Regions from separate parts of the Rattus norvegicus genome. Here region 2 is linked to region 1. The links are chromatin contacts, called in public Hi-C maps. All regions are on one chromosome and are shown on one strand. The core of a region is the stretch at or near the end of the contact, and the rest is flanking DNA. Distances in the headings are between cores, read along the strand shown.

Region 1 (3,573 bases), core at 717-3,216:
CAGCCTTTCCTGGTAGTCATATGTGGCTCATTAATACTAACCAGCGTCTGTGTTCAGTCACTTGAATAATTAACTCCATCATGCACCATCGTATGTAAATTAGTGAGCAAATGTAGGGAAAATATTTACTTAAGCTGAAGAATCATGGGGGTAGTCACTTGCCAGCATCCCTTGGATTGGTTTGTTTTAAAGAAATTTCTCACAGATGTAAGTGACACATAGATTATTTTCTCCCTAATGTTTTCCATGAGCGGCCACCAAACCATATGGTAAGTAATAGAAATAGAAACTAAAGGGTTCTTTTGATTCACTGAACCAGAGTGGTGGGGTGGGGGGGTAATGTTTACACTCAGGGAAAGGAAACAGTTAGTATGTTTTAGCTTTTTTTGAAGACTAGCTGACTCCAACAGAAACTCTGTCTGCTAAACACTTCTTTCCAGCACTGCCAAACGCAGAGGTGCAGCAAAGACAGATCACTTGGTGGTGGTGGTGGTCGTAGTGGTGGTGAACGACACAGGGGGTTGGGAACTGGGGACCACAAGGACACCTATACCCTTAAATTCACTGTTTCCTCTCTCTCATCAGACTACAGGGTGCACCCAGGCCCCGATTAGGCTTTTCTGACAGGTGTCAGTCACTTTAGGAATCTATGGGTTTTTCTTCTGTAAAACCCTCACCTGATTCTTTGGGTCATTCTGAAGTTCTCCTGCAGATGCTGCATCAGCAGTTGTGAACTAGTTTTCCTGAACCTTTCTCAGCTCTCTCTCACACACATTCTGCCAATTCTGCGCCCTCCTTCCCCACAGTAGTAGCCACTTCCCTGTAGTAGCCAGGTAACACATTTTCTTTGTATTGGTTGGCTAGCTGTTCAGTTTGAAATGTTTTGGGTACTTCTGTTTAATTCTGTTTATCTCAGATGATTTGCTTTTAGAGGCAGAAAGACCATAATTTCTTGCAGCCTTTAGCATAGCACTATTGTATATGATTGCCCAATATTAATTTTTTATGGTGAGTACAGTTTTGAAATTGCATTATTTATTTTTTCCTCTGGGAGTTTAGTAATGAGACTAGAGAACATTAGTTAGCTGCTAATTAAATTAAAGCTCTAGCAAGTACACACATAATTTGCTTTTGTGTAGAGATATGGTAGTATAAGTGAAGCCAGAATAACAGAAGCTAGACATTTATGGAAGATCTGAATTAAAAAAAAAATTAGTACCTTCCAGTCAGCAAGCATCTTTCCAAGTTGTATTTTCAGAGAAGGATGCATATTGTAGGTTGAATAAGAGATAGAGGGAGCCCTAGGTTTGAAGGCAGGACTGACTCTCACTAGCCACAGGACTGGTACTAAGATGGTGCTGGTTGTGACTGCCGGGGTTGTTTTGAAGCTGGGATATAGCAGTGTCCCTCTCTGATGGTGTCCCACGTGTGTAAATGTTTTTGTATGCTCCGAACTATGGGACTTAATTTTTCTCCTGGTAAACCTTACCTTTGCTAAAAGTCCTTCCACACTGCCTTGCGGTAAGCTTGCTTCTTTTCCCATAGCCTTGTCGATTTATATGAGAGTGACTTGAGGCACTGGAAGGGTTCCTGTGAAGAAGGCCCACTAGGGGGAGATTCTGAAGGCAGTGCTGTGCTTCCTAACTTGATTCCCACAAAAGAGGAAGTTTTATGTCCACATTCAGTTTATGATCTCCCCAGGAAACCATTCTAATTTTAAATGAAGGTAGTTTACGGTCTGGCTTGGTATGAGTATGGTGAATAGGTCGTTTTGAGTGTCTTTGTGAAACTGTGTGACTCTTGAGATTGTTTTCCAACGAGGATCGATCCATCTTACGTAACAGGCTGTTTGAGTGTTCGGCCTCTAGGTGGCAGTTTTGCACGTGCATTGGTGGCTCGTGGGTCTATGAAGTGTACTCGTCCTTTAGACACTGGTAATTCGAAGACAGCTGCGTGTGTGGTTTCTGTAGAAGCGACAGTTTATATGGCTATTACTACTTAAGACAGAGAGTATTTTCAGTGAGTCATTCTTTCTCTTGAAGTTCCTTCCTCTCACCCTTTTCACAGATCGTTCATACCTACTTTCTGGCAACAACTAGCTGGCCCGCCCAGTTTGTCAGGCCTCTTTAAATATGGCAGTTTAGCTGGGTGAACCAAGATGCTAGATTCTTTGCTTCGGGATGATGCATGTGAGGACAGCAGACTCGTCCTTCTGTCCAGCCTGTGCAGAGAACCAGGCCTCTCTGTCCCATTACAGTCTTTATCTCACAGAGCCACAGAGCGGATGAACTGTTTTTCCTGGTTTCAGTCTTCCCGCCCCTCCCCTTCTCGCTGCCTGTTTGAAATGCTACTTGACTTTGCCTTCCTGCCGGTTGGGTTGGAGTGCTGGTCTCTATGCCATTGACCTTTCAGGCAGGAAATGGGTTTTCCTTCCTCAGAGGGTGTTATGCTGCTCTGACAGCATGGCCAGGGGTGGAGTGGCCAGTGGGGGATGGGCATCATTCTTTCTGAATTGCTTCCTGGCTCTTAGGGATAGATAGCAAGCTGTCTGTTCGTTTTGCCTTCTAATTAAGTGAGAGCGTTGGCTATCTGAACCTGTTTTAAGTAGGAGTGGGTTTTGCTGGCTAGAGGAGTGGATGGGAGGGCGACCTAGGCAACGGCCGTCCGTCCTCTAATCAGTGCAGTGAAATGTGTTGGTGAGTGCACACATTTATCTGCCAGCTTCTCAATGTAGGGCTTAAAAAACAACTCAACACCAAAAATGTGTTATTACATAATTCTCAAGAGGGAGAGCAACGAAGCAGTAAATTCCACCTGCTCTGTTCATCATGAGACCAAAGAACCTTAGTGGCACAGAGGGTGGTGGATGAGGCAACGTAAGGAGGGCTTTGCTCAGCTCGCCTTCAGTAGTGGTAACGAGGGTTCCTGTTACTTTGCGTTGCGCCCGTCCCATTAGTCAGCAAAGCTTTTTCCTGGTGTACTGTGGTAACCTGTGCCTGTTGCTGTAGCAGTTATGTTCACGGGCCATGAAGTTTAACAAGCTAGAAATTCATCTGGTCTTCTAGGACTTTAAAATCTTTCAAAATAACTCTGTGTGAAGCTGTCTGATGGGGCTGGCAGTGATTATTCTCTGGACTGTCCCTATTGCCAGGGTCCTCCTCGGTCTCCAATCTTTCCTCTCAGGAGGTGAGTGCTGTAGGCTTTTGCTGATTATGATCCATTCATTCATTAGAATCAGACTCTTACTAACTTATTGATTCAAAGCTGCTGAGGAAAACATCTTAGGGAGTACGTGGAAGGTTACTCCCTTCCTTCCTCTCTCCAAGTTGATAGTCTTGGACTCTAGGGCACATACGCTTGTCACAGATAAGGCCACTGTAGCATTATGGCATAAGCATAGGTCTGGTTTTAGTTTCTGACCCACCTGGATATAACATCAGAGTTAGCCCTTAATAGCAACGTGGCATCTTTCACTTTTAGAAAGAGTCCCAAAGGCCTGGAGATGTGGCTGAGAGGTAGAGGTACCTAGCATGTCTGAGCCCCAAGTTCAATCGCCAGCAACACAAATAGAAA
Region 2 (4,036 bases), core at 662-3,161, 57 kb after region 1:
TAGTCAAAAGGGCATCCTGAAAATTAGCCTCGAGCACTTGTGTGGCTTAGCTTACCCTTTGTTCTGTAAGCTGAGGTAGTAGGGAGTAAGTAACTTCTTGCACTGTTGTGGGAGTTGCTAAAGCTTCTATGAATGTGTTCCAGAGTTATATAACTTTCTGGGAGAGATAGAAGGGGAGGCAGGAGAGAAAAGGAAAAGAGAAGCTAAATAGGTTAGTTCTTATCTCTGACGTTTTATTATTTATTTGTAGTTTTTTGAGGTAGGGCCTCACTATGTAGCTCTGGCTGGCCTGGAACTCACTCTATAGATGTATGACATCTAATTTGCAGTGCTCTACCAGCCTCTGCCCTCTAAGTGCTAGGATTAAAGGTGTGCATCACTATGCTCAAACTCAAGTTTTATTTTTAAGCCAGAGAATTTCAAGTGAGCTATTGAGCTGTATTTACAAACTTCAGTAACTAAGGGGGAATTAATTCAAGATAGATCCTAAGCATAAAGGCCAAAAGTAAAAAGTCATCAGAAGGAAATACAGCGAGATCTTAGTATTATTAGATTGGCAAATGTTTCTCATAGGGCACAGAAGACAGGGAGCCTGCCAAAAATTGGCTTCCTTAAAATTAAAAACTTGTGTCTATCAAAAGGCGACATTAAGAAATTCATAGGCTAACCTACAGGATGGTAGCAAGTGTTGGTAAAATATACACTACATAAATGCAAGTCCATAGTATACAGAGAGTTTGTAAAACTCTGCAGTAAATAGAACAACCCAATTCAAAGATGGACAGAAGATTTGAAGACACATCATGGAAAAAAAGGCAAGAATACTGAAAAAGCACATGAAAAGTGCTTGCTATAAACCTCAGGGAAGTGCACAGAAAAGGCTAAAACTGCCATGGACACTCAAGTGGTAGATAGCAATACAGCCACACTGGAGAAAGTTTTCCTATTTGATAATAACAAACAATATTATAACCTGGAATCCACCAGATCTACTCTTGGATATTCAAGAAAAATGAATATGTGTGCTCTCAAAAATACTTGCAGAAAAATAATTGAAGTGGTCTTATTTATGATACCTAAACACAGACTTAGTGCACAGCAACGCCATAAAACAAATAAACAAACAAACAAACATAAAAAAACTGGTGATATATTCAATAATAAAATATTCAGCAGAATTGGTGTAAAAATATTGATTCATACCATAGCATGGATAAATCACAGAAAGATTACAGAGTGAAACAAAATAACCCAAGAATATATGATGTGTGGTTCCAGTTTTATGACAGAGCAAAACAACACACTCGTGTGTGTGTGTGTGTGTGTGTGTGTGTGTGTGTGTGTGTGTGTGTGTGTGTTTGATGGAGAGGACTGTTAACTTGGGAGGTGGGGGGTGGTTTCTTGGTAGTGTCCTGAGAGAACTCATGTTAGAGATGATGAAAATGTTCCTGTCTTGATAGTGGCTTAGCTTACATGGATATATAAAATTGTCACAATTTATGATTGGCATACTTAAGAAAAGTGTATCTCTTAACTTGTCAATTTTATTTTAAAAGATTGAAGACTATTAAACTTTAGTAAATAACATGCACACTGGAGTGTTGTAATGCCAATTACTCACCTCAGTGCTCATCAAGGGATCTACAGCTCTGTGATGACCGTGGGTCGAAGCAGATGAAGCAGAATTTGCACAACCACAAGTGTAGGGTGTGGGTGTGTTCTCACCTGTCTAGCCTTTCCTGTGTGTTAGAATTCCCATAGTAAGTTGTTGGGATCTAATGGAGTCCATTACTGGCCACACTGACTGTACATTCTGAGCAGGCATTCATTGGAGGAGGTTGGTTTATGGAGGAGGACAGAGTATAGTTGCCAAAAAAAGAATGCATGGGGCTGGGTGGCCGGGGACTGGGCCTGTCTCCAGGGCGGGGCTTCGTCCCAGATGTGTGGGTGTCCTGGGGTGATTCCACTCCTTTCCATGCCACATGGAGGTCACATGGAGGCAAGGAAGGGCTCAGCTTGTGCTTTTTCTGCTGCCTTTACATTGTCACTGAAATCCTTTCTTGACTTGAACACAGATTTCTTTTTTCTTCCTTTGCAACCAGTTTTTATTTATATTGGCTAAGATGCCGATCTTCCGTTGAAAGCTAGGGAAGTTGCTTGTTCAGGGGTTTTTAGGATTTCTGAATATGAAGTGCAAGGAAATTGCATAACACTGCAGCACACTGTTTCCTCTGCTGTTGCCCGAAATACAGTAGTTCCTTCTAGAAGCTTGAAGGAATTTGGCAGTGCCTACCTCCTGATGGTCTGCTGTGGTGTTATCCTGATTTGAGATCAAGTTTTTCCTGAGGTCAAACAACAAAGCTTCCTGAATTATAACTATGGCAACAGTGTTTATGCAGCACACAAATCAAAGCCCGGGGGTTAGGTGGTGTGGGGAGAGGTGTACATATAGCATTCAGGGTAAATAACCACAGACTTTATCCTCATGCTTAAATCACGAGAATTAGAAACAAGTGGAAAGAAAGACCTAGCTTATCCCTAGGCCCTGGTAGTCACTTGCTATCTGTGTGCCCTAGGGGGCACTGTCCCACCTCTCCTTTGGAAATTATATCACCTTAAATGGTGATGTCTCACTCTGAGAAGCCCAAGTGCCAACTGCACTTAAAAAGGAAAGGCTTTGACATATAGAAAACCTGCTCGCCCAGCTCCTCAAGTCTTGCTTCTGAGCCTAAGAGAAGGACCCCAAGGGAGGAATGTCATCTTGTGTCTTAATCCACCCCCCTTTCCTCTAATTATAAATAATTTCTTGGACACTGGTCTATGCTTGGCACTGTATTTGGTGCATTTCCTCCTACTTGACTTCTCATACAGACAGTAGAAGGATCTCCTCAAAGGAGAATGGAAACAATGAAGAATGAAAGTCTGTACTTGGAAGTGTTAAGTTCTGTAGAACTGACTGTACATGTGGTTAGAGGTCAAAGAAGGGAGCCATTAGGGTAGTCTGTGACTCTTAAGGGAGTCAGGAGCCTTGTGGAAAATGTAGGCAAAGGAAAATAACATTTAGAGCACCTTCAGGCTGCAGGAGAGCTAGTTTTGATTCTCACAATGCTCTCATAAAGTGTTGTTACTTAGCTCTACTTCACAATGAGAAAGCAGAAATGTCAGATGATCATCCGAGGGCACAGAGCTCGAAGGTAGAGCCAGGCATTACTGTGAAGTCTCTTCAGCCCACAGTCCACATCTACCACCTAACTGCCTCACCAAAACTAATTCCCCCCTGTTCTGGAATTTGCCCAAGACCTATATCACGATTAACTCTCCCAAATGCATTAATATGCATCAGGCCCAGGAATACCAAGGACTGCCTCTAAATGAAGACAAGCCCACTCCATTAGGAGTGACACCACGTTAGCCCCAGTGCCATAGCAGACATGAAGAGCTCTGTACCATCAGCTTGCACACTGCCTTCTCTTCACCTTCATTTCATTGGGGAGGTGAGTATTCTCTGTCTTCCACACAACAACCCTTGGAGATTTGAACACTGATACTGTGACATCTTGAAGACTTTTCTTCAACCAAAACTGTGGCTTAGGGAAACATCTTACAAGAGTGATATGTGCCTCAGGTTAGAATAGTGACAGAGACAATGGAATCAGTAAGTCCTGAGGGAAGGCCCATATCAAAGTCCAAGTGAGAAGTCAAAGAAAATATGATTTAGGGCAATAGAGAAAGAAATGGGGCAAGAAATTAGCTCCAGATACGTGATAGCAGTGGAACATTTTTCTCCTGTGGGCTTTGTTGTTGCTTTGTTTTTGTCCCATTACTCTTGGCTGTAAGTCAGGGGTCACAAATTTTGAAAAGAACTGAGATGTTCCTGGTTCACTGTGGAAAGATCAAGAATGACCCCTGTGCATGTTTAGATGAATAGGTTTAAATGATACTGGAATCCAGTGTCCCTTCACGTTGTGGCTTCTCTTACCTTTGCCTGGCCCATTTTACTTATGCTTCACTTCCATGATGGTGGGGTTGTCCATAC

The links. A called contact is a pair of places that touch in the nucleus more often than the background predicts.
Region 2: a Hi-C map of liver shows a contact between it and region 1, with 3 times the contacts expected there. The contact joins two enhancer-like sites. A contact is called at or near these places in 4 of 12 Hi-C or Micro-C datasets (the Rat2 cell line, kidney, liver and 1 more).

The regions. Positions count from the first base shown.
Region 1 is chr18:31,236,400-31,239,972 of GRCr8, forward strand. The region is part of intron 10 of Arhgap26 (Rho GTPase activating protein 26); the gene reads left to right. Among named protein-coding and RNA genes, the nearest start is that of Arhgap26, 150 kb to the left of the region's middle. Within about 2 kb of position 1,967, at least 51 of the 93 cell types and tissues checked have an H3K27ac peak or open chromatin away from gene starts, as enhancers often do. A contact at or near this core is called in liver, where this site is marked.
Region 2 is chr18:31,293,835-31,297,870 of GRCr8, forward strand. The region is part of intron 11 of Arhgap26 (Rho GTPase activating protein 26); the gene reads left to right. LOC134482937 (a long non-coding RNA gene) reads right to left here. Exons shown (of 2, transcript XR_010059688.1): 1 at 1,622-4,036. Among named protein-coding and RNA genes, the nearest start is that of Arhgap26, 210 kb to the left of the region's middle. Within about 2 kb of position 1,912, at least 21 of the 93 cell types and tissues checked have an H3K27ac peak or open chromatin away from gene starts, as enhancers often do. A contact at or near this core is called in liver, where this site is marked.